Regions from separate parts of the Mus musculus genome. Here all the other regions are linked to region 5. The links are chromatin contacts, called in public promoter capture Hi-C maps. All regions are on one chromosome and are shown on one strand. The core of a region is the stretch at or near the end of the contact, and the rest is flanking DNA. Distances in the headings are between cores, read along the strand shown.

Region 1 (2,700 bases), core at 91-2,590, 1.4 Mb after region 5:
CCTTTCCTTAGCATAACCGTTACTCCTCTATTCATGCTTTTCTGAGGTCTCCATGTCCTACCCCAATGGCACCTCTCTTCCCCTGTCACCTCCCATTTGAAGCTCATCTCTTCTCTCAACCGGATTTCTACTCTGTCTGATTTTACAGCCAAGGATCTTTAACAAAATAAAGGATGGAGTCTATCAGAAACCAGGTTGCGTGTGTCTTGAGAAACTTTTGCGCATTCACTGAAATGAGATTAGGGACTTGGATCCAAAAATATTCTCCGGGAGTTTTCAGCTTGGGCACAGCTTTGCACATCTTGGGCTCTGCGGCCTATTCTGCTGGGCAAATACAGGGATGTCTTTCAGGGCCTTCTCTGAATCTTTCCAGTCCAAGGGTCAAATTGAAATGACATTGCCCATCCAAACTATAAAAGCAGGCCGAGTAGAGAATGCCTGGGCCCCTGGTCTGCTGCAGGTCTGTGCAGAGTACTGGGGAGGTAGGGACCCAGGCCTTGGGCCACTGCGGTCCCACGAGTCGGTCTCTTGACCTCTTTGGGAAGGGGAGGGGGTGTAGTCCCCTCTTAGACAGGAGGCAGACGCCAGGGAGGGTGGTCCTTTGGGATTCAGGGCTTGACTTCAGAGCCGGCGACAGCACCTCAGCGGGCGCCCCAATGGGAGGCACGGTGCCTCCCAGGGAGAGACAGAGGTTCGCTCAGTCCTTGAGCCAGAAGGTCGAGGGTTCAGAGCGGGCGTCCCCGGCCTGCTGGCCCTCCGGGAACGGGATTGGGGCGACACCCCAGACAGGAGGGATGAGATCAACCGCGGGTACGGACCCGGGGTGCCTGGCCGGAGAGGAGCGGGAGAGGAGGTTGGCGGGACCCCGGCGCCGGGTCCGCGGGTCCGCCTGTGGACTCGCCGGGCGCCCCGAAGTCTGGGGCCGCCGCGACTCCCGTTCCGCAGTCGCTGCCAGGCACTCCAGGCCGCACTTTCCCCTCCTCCCCGCGCCTTCTCTCCAGTGAGGAGCCGGGCGCGGGCGGCGCGGGGGGCGGGGCGGCGGCGGAGGGAACAGCCAGTTGTTTAAAATCCTTCTAGAGCAGTTTCTAATTCCCCCCTAGCGCCCGGGTTCGGAGGGGGAGGGGGGAAGGAGAGCGGGAGGGGGAGCGCGGCGGAGAGGGAAGGAGGGAGGGAGGGAGGGAGCGGGAGAGGGAGGGAGGGAGGGAGGAGACTGCCGCTTAGGCCGAGCCGCCGCCGCGCGCTCCGGCAGGCCGGAGGGAGGGGAGGCCTGTCAGTCTCGCGCGTTGCCAGGGCGAGGAGGGCGGAGCTCTGGCGTGGGGCGGCCAATGGTGGGGGTGGCTGCGTGGGTCGCCATGGGGACGGGGCTGTTCCCGGGGAGGCTGTGATGGGTTGACAGGTGCGTGACAGTGGGAGCTGCTCTCGGCACAAGCATGTACGGCAAAGGCAAGAGTAACAGCAGCGCCGTCCCGTCCGACAGCCAGGCCCGGGAGAAGTGAGTGTCTCCGCGCCGCAGCCACCTCCGCCTTCGCACGCGCGCACACTCGCGCACGCACTCGCACTCTCCGGGAACCGCAGCCACACGGCCGCCCCGCCGCGGGGGAGCCGGGGGTGGGCTGCAGGGGGAGGCGCGGGGCGGGGGCGCGCGGCTCCGGGGAGCGGCCGCCTGCCTCCACGGGGGAGCCCCCCGGGTGGGTGGCCGCGGGCAGCGGGCGGCGGGAGGGACGCGCGTGGCGGGGGGACGGCGGCGGCGGGGATGGAAACTTGTTTGGGTGGTTGAGGGGAACCACCCGCGGCTTCACCTCCTCGCAAAGTAACTTTGGAGCTGTGGTCCAGGACGGCCGGGCCGCGGCGCGCGGCGGGCCTGGGGGGCGCGGGCTGCGGGGCGGCCGGGGTCCGGCGGGGCCGCGGCGGGGGCCCGCGAGCGTGGAGAGGGGAGAGGACGGCGGGCCGGGCGGGCGGAAGCGGGGCCCCGCGGGGCGCGGAGGGCAAGTGCGGGCGTGGGCCGGGCGGGCGGGCGGGCGCAGAGACGCGGGTCCGCGGGTTCTCCCGGCGCAGGCCGAGCTGGCTGGCGGGCGGGTCCGGGGCGGCGGGGGAAGTTTGGGAGTGGGAGCGCCGAGTTCCCGGAGGGAGAGTGTGTGCTGGCCCGCGCGGGGTCGGTCGCGAGAGCTTGGCGCTCCTGCCTCCCGCCGCACACCGGCTCGGCGGCGGCCCCAGAACTTTTTGAGACTTGCGGTGTCCCCGGGGGTTGGTGGCCGCGGGCGCGGAGGGCAGGTCCCGTGGGCCGTGGCGGCGCCGCGAGGAGGGCTGCCCGCGGTGTGGACCCGACGCGGGTCGGCGTGGGGGCTGCGGCAGAGATGCTGGGCACAAGCCGCTCCGCTGGGTCGTGGGGGATACAGGTGGTAACTTCGGTGGGAACCCGGAGGACGTTGGGGAGCCGAGGTGCCACGGTCGCGGCACGCTGCGGAGCAGGCTAGTTGGCTGCTATTCTTGTGTACTTGTAACGGCGATTTGGTTGTTACTAAAATGAGAGCGAATAGTGACTCTGACACCGAGGAAGAACCCTCCCCCCCCCCCTTTTTCCTATGTGCAGATGTTCAGACTGATTCCCTGTACTGGGTCTGCTGGGGGCGGGGGGGGGGCGTCAAGCTTATCCTTGTCATTGAACATACTGTCTTGCTGAGGGGACTCAGGCTGGGGGAG
Region 2 (2,700 bases), core at 131-2,630, 1.3 Mb before region 5:
GAGCTTTCACAGGACCAAGGGCTTCTCCTCGCATTGATACCTAACAAGGCCCTTCTCTGCCACATATATGGCTGGAGTCATGGGTCCCTCCATGTGTATTCTTTGGTTGATGGTTTAATCCCTGGGAGCTCTGGTTAGTTTTTTAAACATGTATTGTCACCCTCTCACTCAGCATGGGAAACATGTTTTATTGTGGTTGGTGTTTTGCCCATATTACACATTACTTCTCTCTCTTGCCCTCATTTGGTTTTATTTCTCAATTGGTTTGCATGTCCTCCCACCCTTGATATCACTCCAGACAGAGAGATGGTACAAGATGAGGTTCCAAGGACTTGAGGAAGAAATAAAGAAGTTTCATGGTTGTCTCCTTTCAGCATCTAATCCTGAGAGTGACAATTTTCTTCATTTCTTCAGTTTCTCTACGCATGTGTTTATATCCTCCTATCTCCCTTCCTAATGGTGACTCGGGGAGGGCAGAGAACCCTGTTTCATTTTGGTACTTGGTACCACAGGAATTGAATCTACAGTAAGCAATCATTCTAACTGAAAAACAGGGGAGAAAGTACAATTGTAAGCCAGAGGCTTTATTTTCAGTTCAATCACTTTCAGTGCAAAATAAGCCCATTTATTTTAGTTTTGGTGAAGAACAGCGAAATTTGATCCACCTGAGTGATGTGTCAAGAATCTGCTCTTTCCTCTGTTTTTCTATGACTTCCTTCATGTGAAACAGATGTCCTGCTTACATGCCTCCCACTTGCTTATGCCCTTTCTCCACTGAGAGCAGATGAGCCCACAACCTTTCTCTTCAGCCCTGAGCAAACTGATTTGCAGGCAGAACAACAGAGCAGCAGCCTGTCTTGCCTGTCTGGCTCCTGACTAAATCGTGACTCCTGAGAAACTGAGACTTCTTTTAGCAGTCTTGGGTCTCACCAAGCTTGAGGCTCCTAGAGCCACTTTGTGAAATCTCTTAACTTCCTTTCCTGGCAGTCCTGAAGTTCAGTGGACTCTTTTGTACACTTAACCATAAAACCAAACCTGGAACCAACACTTTCGGACATCTATCGTATTCCCTTAACCTTAGAGTTTGCATCTTAGGTGGAGAAGATGTGGAACTTAGCAGATAGTGGCAGGTATCAGTCAGGGTGTGGCTGCGGCTGCCTCCCTTTCTCTTCCAGCAGAAGGAGCCACCTTCCAAAGCTGGGGGAGAGAGAGAGAATGGGGGGGAGAGGAAGAGAGAGGGAAGGAGGGAGAGAGAGAGAGAGAGAGAGAGAGAGAGAGAGAGAGAGAGAGAGAGAGAGAGAGAGAGAGAGAGAGAGAGATTGGAGAAGGCAATAAGAAGAGGGAGGGTAGGGGGGCGGGCCGCCGGGGGCGCCCAAAGCCAGCTAGGCTCAGTCTCACACGCGCGCCGCCACTGTTTGTACACAGTGCGCTCCTGGCCTCAGGCTCGCTCCCCTCCAGCTCTCGCTTCATTGTTCTCCAAGTCAGAAGCCCCCGCAGCCGCCGCGGCAGCAGCGTGAGCCGTAGTCACTGCTGGCCGCTTCGCCTGCGGTGCGCGCACGGAAATCGGGGAGCCAGGAACCCAAGGAGCCCGCGCTCCGCCCGCTGTGCCTCTGCTAGGACCCACTCGCAGCCCCAGCCTCTCTCAAGCGCACCCACCTCCGCGCACCCCAGCTCAGGCGAAGCTGGAGTGAGGGGTGAATCACCCTTTCTCTAGGGCCACCACTCTTTTATCGCCCTTCCCAAGAATTTGAGGAAGCGCTGCGGGAGGAAAGACGTCCTCTTGAATCTCTGACAGGGCGGGGTTTACTGCTGTCCTGCAGGGCCGCCTCGCCTACTGTGCCCTCCGCTACGACCCCGGACCAGCCCAGGTCACGTCCGTGAGAAGGGATCATGAAGCACTTGGTAGCAGCCTGGCTTTTGGTTGGACTCAGCCTCGGGGTGCCCCAGTTCGGCAAAGGTGAGGTGGCTGGGCAGGGGTCCCTGGATGAGGGACGGGCGGGGAGCACCTTTGGAAATGCCGCTCAAGGGGCCACAGTGGGTCCTCAGTGCGTGCACGGCGTGAGGAGCGCTACGAAAGAGGCGATGCTCCCTGGATACCCTGCCAAAGTGCTAGCAAAGTCCGTGTGGAGTGCCCCAGGCTGAGCCTGGGAAGAGGGTGCGATCTAGAAAATAAGAAGATTGAGGGGGTGTGAAGGGGTTGTCTTCCTAGGCTTTTTTTTTGCTAGTGATTCCCTGCGCGACCCCTGACTAGCAAATATCAATGTTCTTGGCCGATGACAGCGGACAGGGTTGTGAGGTTGTGATAGAGACCTGACAGAGCTAAGTGTGCTGGGCCATCATCTAGTAGGTGCTAGAATAGCCTGGATAACCACCGGGCGGTAAGCTGGATGCAGTGCTCTGGTGCAGGGACAGGGGTGGGGGTGGGGGTGGGGGCTAAGGGGTCTGTCAACCTGGACCCGATATTGAGAGTTCATACTGCCAATGAGAAAGAGAGAGGTCTACTAAGTCGCTAGCTTTCTCCCCAACCCTCCTCTTGGGCGCGTGACTTCAATTACAACAGCTCAAACAACTCTCTTCTCCTCCAACCCCAGGGGGCTTGAGCATTATTTTGTACTCCCTCTGGGTAAGACCTTAACTCTTGGTAATAGATGGCTGTGATGTGCAAACCAACCTTCATGCGTCCCTGGCCCAGGAGCCAAA
Region 3 (2,887 bases), core at 172-2,671, 1.1 Mb after region 5:
TCTAGACAGGGAAAGATATAATTTTTAAAGCACTGTCTTAGATATCCCCACTTTGTATAGTAAGATCTACACCCTAATCTTGAAATATTCCATATTCAAATGAATCCAGCTTAGAACTATTTACTCTAGTTTCTTCCATTAAAATATAAATAACAACTTTCTGGGTTTTTTTTTTTTTTTTTTTTGCTCATTGAGACAGGATCTAGCCATGCATAGTGCAGGCTAGCCTCAAAATGGAGGTAGCTCTGCCTCTAGCTATGCCAGGCTGGGGTGTGTATAGCCCATTGCCCCACACTTGGGTGAGAGGGATAGGCCATCAAGCTCAGGCATGACGTCTTTAAAACTGCTCTGTGAGACTTTTAACTCCCTTGTTGCTCTGAATTTTTTTTTTTCTGCTAAGTTTTTCATTCTGTGTCATTTTTTCCTGTCAATATCGGACACTTTGGAAGCAATGAGGAGCAATGGTACCTGGAATCCTAAAATAGACTTGAGTCCTGCACAGGGTCTGTGTTCTCCAACCCTAACCATCATAAATGTTCACTTTCATCACCACAGTGGGGGCCACTGTCACATTATAATGACCCAAAGTAAGCCTTTGGAAAAGAACTATTGCACTTAGAAAGAGGAAGCCAATTGTCAAAGAGAACTTAAAACATGAACACAAGCACTGGAGGGAAGCTGATGGCCCCTGTAACCTGAGATGGGGGTCTATAAACTCAGCTTCTCTGAGGAGAGGCTGAGGCAAGAGGCTCAAGATAGGTAAAACAGGCATGAGAGTGCCCACTAGGAATCCCAACACTTGTGTGACAGAGGCAGGGTTGTTTAGAGTTCCAGGCCAGCGTGGGCTACATAGTACAAATCTCTCTCAAAAACAAACCCAAGACTGTTCTGGTTGGTTTGTTTTGTTTTGTTTTGTTTTTTCCTTACAGTTGGAAACAATTTACATCTTGCCGAAAACATGTAACTGCAGAAAATGGGGCTCCATTTTGATTCTGAAACCCTGGGCTTTACTACCAAGATTTTCATAATTATCACTATAGATGCAAGTATGGCTTCTATAAATCAGTTAACTAGTCCTTTATCTCCGCCCCCCTCCCCCACCTTCCCGGTTTTATAGATTATGGGGGGAGGAGGTTGTGTTGGCTGCAAATCTGAAAAGCCTGCCAGTCACTTAACTTCCTTTGTTTCAAGGTCACGTGAGCACATTCCTAGCACAAGGTGGAAAGGTCGCCTGGGCGGCCCGCGCCCACCTCCCAGGCCTGTTACTGGCTGGCCGATCCTCCACCCTTCTCAGGTCCCAGGAGGCGGGCGAGGGCTGCAGGCAGCGGCGGAGGTACCGCCGTGGTTAGGTCGCCGAGGTTAGGTGTACTCACCCCGCTCGCTCGCCCTGACCTGGAGCCGGCGGCGCGCACGGGGCGGAGCGGGGAGGGACGGGGCGGGGCCGGGACCGCAGGAGCGACACGGCAGCGGAGGAGCTCTGCCCGCGCTGCGGTGAGCATGCGCAGTGGGGCTGCACGGTGACGTCCGGGCGAGACCTTCCTGCAACCCGGGCGCCAGCAGCCTTCACTTTCCCGGAGCCTAACCCGCTTGGTGCTCTCGGCCAGGCAGGGGCAACCCCGAGCCAGGGTATCTGCACTCCCTTCCCCACACGCAGTCATTCTAGACGCCTGGCTATAAACAGGGGACTCGTGACAAGTAGAGTGCGAGCCAGGATGAGGGCCGCGAGCATCCCCAAGAGCCTAGAGAGCAGTACCAGCTAAATGAGGTGGTCACTGCCACCCATTTAAGGCTGGGGCGAGAAGTTAGGAATTCGAATGCTAGTAACTGTATCATTTGCAGCACAAAAATCAGAAAATACCAATCAGTAAAATGAAACCAAGAGGCAATGGTAGGGCCAAGGAAAATACCAGAAGATGTAGGAGTCTTAGGGGTTATGGGGACCGATAGAATATCTCAGGAAAAGCATGTCTGGTCCTTTAAACAGTACAGTATTTCTTAGAAAAGAAACAGGCAAAATGAAACTGCTGTCTTCAAATGTGAAAAGGGAAATTTTGGTCTTGAGCAAGTAGTGTAAGATTACCATGTTAAGTAGCTAATAAATTCCTGGGACTCTAGGTAATGGTTTTGCAATTTCCTGTAAGTCCATATTGTTTCGAAATAAAAGGTTAACAGTGTGTGTGTGTATGTGTTCTGAGTTTGTTTTATAATTGGACAGAACATAGATCTGTAGTGACCACTGGCAAAAGATGGGGAAGGGGCTAACTTTAAAAGGGGCTTAGAAGTTAGAAGGATGGTAGAAGGATGGTAGTTTCTGATTGTTGGTTTTATTGATGATTAAACCACTATTTTGTTTGTCAAAACAAAAACCAAAAAAAGTGACATTTTGCCACACACAAAATAGTTTTAAAACAGTTTTGTAAAAATGAACTTTAACTTTTTTGAGCAACTATTAATTAATTGGTAGCACCTAATTTAATTTATTTTTTAATTAGAAGGAATCTGTAGCCTAGGCTAGCCTGGAACTGTAAATACTTCTACATCTAAGTGTTAGGATTAAAGCTTGGAACATCTTAACCTGCTTCTATTTGACGTGTTAGTTTGTTTTGAAGGATAAGAAGTTATTTGTAGGGTATGGCAGCTCATGCTTATAACCCCAGCACTCAGTGAAGTAATAGGGGGTGGTGGCAAGAGGAATTCAAGGCCAATCTGGGCTATAGAGGAAATTCTAGAGCAGCCAAGTCTGCTTTATTATTTTCTAAAAATAAAGTAAAAATTACCAAAAAAAAAAAAAACCTGCCCATGTAAAAATAAGAATCATTAATTTACCATACTATTGTACTCAAAATTTTAGAATACGTACCACAAATTATACCACATTAGCTTAAGC
Region 4 (2,700 bases), core at 160-2,659, 1.7 Mb after region 5:
CCACATACAGATAAATACATACACATACTTTAAAATAATAATTTCTAAAAAAAATCTTTAAAGACCCAGACTGTCTTTGATGCTCTCAGGCTGAGCTCGGTGGCCAGAGACCTAATGCTGAAAGTGCAGCAATATTCCCAGGCGTCAGTGAGGTCCCAGGACAGTCAGGAGGCCCTGGTTCCTGCCACCTCGTCCTGATGTTTTAGGTAGTACCAGACAAGCCACCTCACCCCTCCAGGCTTCCATTACTCCATCCTCAGATCCGAGAGCCACTGAAGGGTTTTGATCCCGTTTCCCCCAAAAGACCTGCTTTGTAAAGCCAGTGGCTGACACTCTACAAAGTATAGCACCTGCTAGCCTTGAGTGTGGGCCTCGAGTTCATATACAGTGTCCTAGATTTTTCTCCCATGAACGTTGGGGTGGGGGGACACTAGAAAACTCAGAATGTTGCCTTCTCTAGTTTTGGTGACTGATGCACTACACCCTCCAGCTCCTCGGGACGTTTGTTTTTCAGTTTGTTTGGCAGTGTAATCAGTTTCCTAACAAAATGATCTTTGGAGCCGCTGTAGTGTCCTAAGAACCTGTAGGTAGAGTTTAAACAAAGGCCGGAGCAGTAAGTGTTGCAATGTCTGTCAGGGGGAAAAAGGCCAACTACTAAACCAACCAAGCAACAAAAAACAGAAGCCAAGCTCTCTAAAACATTTCCACAGCAAAGGCTCTGCCCTCTCCGGAGAGCATGCAATCCCTTCTAAAGCTCCCTCCTCTGCCAAGGTCTTCTGATGATGACCATTGTCCTGCATTCTAGAAACACCTGTCTCTGCCCCATGCGTTTTGGAGCTAGGGCAGCGCTCCTGTTCTGCTCCGAGAGAGGCTGGCGTACTCTACTCCCTCACCCTCCTCGCCCTCCTCGCCCTCCTCGCGACAGTCCCCGGCTGACTCGTAGGACCCTGACCTCTCACCTCCTAAGCACCTGGCAGCGGGCGCGGGCAGCGCCCTTTGGAGCGGGGGCGGGCCCCAGGGGATCGGGATGGCCTGCTGCTGGCGTCTGGGGTTCTCTCAGCCAGGACGATGGAGTCGATGGTGGCGCCGGGTGAGGTGCTCATGAGCCAGGCCATCCAGCCGGCTCATGCCGACTCCCGCGGCGAGCTGAGCGCAGGGCAGCTGCTCAAGTGGATGGACACCACCGCTTGCCTGGCGGGTAGGTGCCGGCCCACGCGAGGGCACCGTCGGTCGGGGAGGGCTGCTGCTGGTGGCCAGGGAGGTGATACTGTCCGGGGATCCTGAAGGACTGGAGTGTCTGAAATTAGGGATGCGCTAGGCTGGCGTGGAAGCCAGAGAGAGCGTGGGAAAAGGAAGGAAGCAAAGTAAAGGGCAGTGTTCCCAGAGCTGAGAGCAGCCGCAGACAGGAATGACTAAGATAGCTGCTGACAGCGACCTAGACTAGTGGTTCTCACATGTTTATTTGGCTGGATTCCTTTCAACTCACAAAACAAAGTGAAGACATCCTCTCCCCGCCTCCACGCAAAGACTTTGCTATATAGATTGCGTATATCTGTACTTAACCATATTTAAAATTCTAAAGATAGAGTTTATTGACTAAGTAGAACTGAGGCTGGAAAAAGTGTTCACACTGCAAGCATGAAACCCCAATTCACTTTGTAGTCTCATAGGCGCGCGCGCGCGCGCGCGCACACACACACACACACACACACACACAAATGTGCACATGTTACTATATTTTCTTAACAAACAACTACATTATTTACTGCAACAGCAAAAGTGTTCTTGCACAACTGGTCAGAATTCATGCTTTTCATGATTTAAAAGCTTGATTGCTCCTTTGCCAGGTTCTCTTCTGTGTTCAGTTTACTACCATTTACTGTTAGGCAGGCAGGGGAAACTTGATATTCCTGAGAGAGAATGGGAGTAAGAAGGCCTGCTGGTATAATCCAGTTGCGAAGGGCTTGCCTAGCTTGCTTGAGGCCGGTGTGATTTCCATCCCAGCACTAAGCGTTGGGGGTGGTGGCACAAAATCATCTAATAAGGACTGAATGATGTCTCTCTCCATGCCATCTCTGAAGTTTGTATTTTGAAAGTGACAGCAAGTACCGTGGTGTGGCTGTGTCGTATAATCGAGGATTAAAGAGATGAGAAGAACACAACCTCATCTCAGGGCACTAAGTCTTTTAGATCTTAGAAGCACGTGACACGTGAGGCCGCAGCAAGAGCCGGCCTGCAAACCAGGAAGAGAGTTTTCACCAGTCTGGTGGACCTGACAGCCTTCAGAACTCTGAGAAACCGAATGTCTATTGTCCAAGCCACCCAGTCCATAATGCTGTGCTATGGCCACCCCAGAAAAGGCAGCTGCTCAGCATTGTTATGATTTATGATCTGACTGTGACCGACTTACGCCTAAAGATAAAAGAAAGGCCTGCTTTTAAAACCAGTGTGTTGTAATATAAATGGCTTTCTAACTAAAAGCCTAGGTTGAGCAGTACATGAATTTCCTGTGCCCATGCTGACTTCTCTCATCTTTGGACCAGTGATAGTCTTGGATACAAGCAAGCCTTGCCACGCTCCCTTCAGAAGAAAGTCTTTTGGTGTCCTAGTGCTATCTCGATTCCCTGGGATCTCTTATCTATGCACAGTGAACTTTCAATACATGAATCATATCTCTGATTCCCACTCAGGACCTCTCTG
Region 5 (2,723 bases), core at 168-2,667:
ACCTAGCAATCTTTATATGAATAGAGTCAGTTATAACATCTACCAACACTTTCACTACTGTAAAACCCAAACTTACTGAGCTCAGAACATATTTTCTACGTCTACATTTGAAACATTCATGGTTAGTCAACTTAAATAGTAAGTATAACACAAAGCAATTTTGAGACTATTCAATGACAATCACTTCTCCTATTGGCCTAATCCCCAGTCCCCCATTCAAATACTCAAAGAAATCCCTTGTCCTGCAGTCTCCTGATACCACTAAGATGCAGATTCTGAACTTGAGTATTTGATCAACAGGTTTAGCAGTTGGGTATAACTGATTTTAAAAATGTAGTAATAATTTCAAATAAAATCTTGGATGACAATGCAGTAATAAACACAATCACATATAGCATAGCACTAGGTAAAAGTACTGTGTTGCCATAAGTACTAGATTCTCATGATTCAGCTAAATAATGGTTAGAAATTAACATATCACATCAGTTTCCTTCACTAAAGCTTTCTATACTTCTTCTAGGTCATTAAGTTAAAGAATGGGTAACATTCTGAATAAATACTAGAGCCATACTGACTAAAGGAAAAAAACAATTATTTAAACACACAGGATTTCCATAATTTTGATACACTTGGAAGAGTGGGGAAAGTGCCCGACTTCAGAATCATTCCAAGAATGTATATAAAATTGAACACATCAGATTACATCTTCCCCGTATCTACAAAACTCATAAAGAGAACTAGAGGTGAAATCGTTTCTCACCCACTGGTTTTATACTAGCCAAATAATCCCCTCGGGAATGGGCCGTTCCTTTCCAGTAGCTACCACAGAGTTCTTTCCCTCTCCCCACGGCCTAGAACGTCTAAGCCCCGGATGTAGAGTGTGCAAACAAGGAGGGGGCCAGCCAAGGCCAGCATTGGCTGGCGGGAGGGGCTGGTGGGTCATCACACTGGACGCAGCCTTTTAAATCCAAGTCTCCACCACAGAGCAGCTCAGCACAGTTCCAAGGAGTCCCTCACGACTGAAAATTCCACGTGACACAGAAAGAGACACTTAGGAAGGAGCCCAACAGGTGCTCACATTGGGAAAACCTTACATCTACAAAAGGCTCAGGGGGTCACAGACAGGGTAAAAAGCACGCACTGCGCAGCTTTAAAGCTAAAATCAGGGACTACAGGAGGTTGACATAGAAAGGGGGGAAAAAATGCATTGCTTCTGGAAAGACACCACAGCCACTTCCGGGCCCTACCTCTCAGTACTCCACTTCCGGTCTTCTAAAAATTGTGGACGCCAGAGATAAACCGATGCGCCCAATGAGAGAATCCGCTAATACCGTGGTTTGCGAGTCGTCGGCCAAGTCCCACCTCTTCCGGTAACAGAAGCCTATCACGGAGTCTGAATGGTGCGGCATGGGCGGAGGCGCCGCGATAGGTCCAACCGGACCGCTGGAGCGAGCGGGAAGCACAGCGGGCCTGCATCCTCTTCCGCCCCGGCCCGGAAGGGTGATGTGGCTGGACCAGCACCGGCCTCACTATGGTAAGAACCTGGGCTTCCTGGCCGCGGTTGAGTTTCTCGGCGGGGCCGCGGCTCGTGCGGGGCGGCGGGGATGGTGCGGGCGCTGTGGGGCGCGGGAGCCCTGGCGCTAGCGTGATTCTCCGGGGATCCGAGGGTGCACAGGCTGGGAGTCATGCGGCCGCGATGCACATCCCGGAGCATCAGGCCAACAGTCCTAGGAAGAACCCGGGTGGTGGACTCGGCCCCTCGCCAAGAGGCCGACTTGCTGCGTTGTTTAGTGTGGAATTACGGTGGCATTCCACTAAGCCGATTGCCATCTGCTACAAATATCTGGACGGATATACACTTTCAAACGCTGGAGTCTCAGTCTCCCCCTTTCCCCTTTCTTTTATGTGTTCCCTGTGTCACCCAACCTGCATCTTTCTGCAGTAATTAATGGATTGCCGGTTTTCTTAACACTAGATACTACTGCTTCCGTTTTACCTGTGGAATCAATGGCGAGATAGGGCCCCTCCCTCATCGTTTTTTCAATTCTAAAGACACTTCTTTGCAAACGAATGTTTTTAATGATTTTAGTTACTGTCTCGAAGGAACTTGAGCCTTACTCGCAGACCACCACTCACTTTGGGAGTTCCTATGCGTGTTATTATTGATTGTTTAATAGTTTAAACCTCAGAAAACCTTACACTATAAATCACAAATAGCAACAACAACAAAGGTCAGGACAAGGAACAGAAAGCCCCTGAGTAAAGTAAACATTAGTAATTAACTTTTAAAGATCTATGAATGCATCTTTTCAGTAGTCTGGTAAATGCAGGAATCTCCCTTCACTATCACTTCAGTGGGTTTAGAAGCCATTTATAACTATATTTCTAGAGAAAGCTTGTTGTGTTATCATCTCAAAATCAGCCAGGACTCTCCCACCCCCACTAGACCTCAAATTCTACGATTAGAAGATACTGAATTTGAGTCCATTAAAGCCTTTTTTTTTTTTTTTACTTCGTACTGCAGATAGTATATTCTTGGTCAAAAGGATGTTAATAAACAGTTACAGAACTTGAAAAGTTGCTTTCTTGCCTATTTACCGAGAAACAAGTAGAATGACTTTGCTCTTAGTCAAAGGTACATTTTACATCCTCTCCTACTTAGATAAAATCAAGATAATTTAAGATGTACAGTATTTTAACTTTTTCCAAAAACAAGCTTTTGT

Evidence for each region. Promoter capture Hi-C pulls out the DNA fragments that hold promoters and counts their contacts.
Region 1: a promoter capture Hi-C map of pre-B cells shows a contact between it and region 5. The contact joins the promoter of Ssbp2 here to the promoter of Tmem167 in region 5. A contact is called at or near these places in 5 of 39 promoter capture datasets (HPC-7-derived erythroid cells, hematopoietic stem and progenitor cells, liver and 1 more) and 1 of 9 other capture datasets (liver).
Region 2: a promoter capture Hi-C map of hippocampal neurons shows a contact between it and region 5, with 4 times the contacts expected there. The contact joins the promoter of Edil3 here to the promoter of Tmem167 in region 5.
Region 3: a contact with region 5 is called in a promoter capture Hi-C map of liver, with 2.3 times the contacts expected there. The contact joins the promoter of Atg10 here to the promoter of Tmem167 in region 5. A contact is called at or near these places in 3 of 39 promoter capture datasets (hematopoietic stem and progenitor cells, liver and pre-B cells), 2 of 484 Hi-C or Micro-C datasets (CD4 T cells and embryonic stem cells) and 1 of 9 other capture datasets (adipose tissue).
Region 4: a promoter capture Hi-C map of liver shows a contact between it and region 5, with 2.3 times the contacts expected there. The contact joins the promoter of 4833422C13Rik here to the promoter of Tmem167 in region 5. A contact is called at or near these places in 2 of 39 promoter capture datasets (both in liver).

What each region holds. Positions count from the first base shown.
Region 1 is chr13:91,459,757-91,462,456 of GRCm38.p6, forward strand. Ssbp2 (single-stranded DNA binding protein 2) reads left to right here and starts at 1,341. Exons shown (of 17, transcript NM_024272.4): 1 at 1,341-1,492. The coding sequence starts at 1,431.
Region 2 is chr13:88,820,092-88,822,791 of GRCm38.p6, forward strand. Edil3 (EGF-like repeats and discoidin I-like domains 3) reads left to right here and starts at 1,381. Exons shown (of 11, transcript NM_001037987.3): 1 at 1,381-1,957. The coding sequence starts at 1,891.
Region 3 is chr13:91,222,566-91,225,452 of GRCm38.p6, forward strand. Atg10 (autophagy related 10) reads right to left here and starts at 1,422. Exons shown (of 8, transcript NM_025770.3): 1 at 1,374-1,422.
Region 4 is chr13:91,740,463-91,743,162 of GRCm38.p6, forward strand. It overlaps 4833422C13Rik (RIKEN cDNA 4833422C13 gene), which reads right to left and starts at 1,410. Exons shown (of 2, transcript NR_015501.1): 1 at 960-1,410. It overlaps Acot12 (acyl-CoA thioesterase 12), which reads left to right and starts at 1,059. Exons shown (of 15, transcript NM_028790.3): 1 at 1,059-1,198. The coding sequence starts at 1,069.
Region 5 is chr13:90,088,250-90,090,972 of GRCm38.p6, forward strand. It overlaps Tmem167 (transmembrane protein 167), which reads left to right and starts at 1,418. Exons shown (of 4, transcript NM_025335.3): 1 at 1,418-1,534. The coding sequence starts at 1,532. Xrcc4 (X-ray repair complementing defective repair in Chinese hamster cells 4) reads right to left here and starts at 1,359. Exons shown (of 8, transcript NM_028012.4): 1 at 1,248-1,359.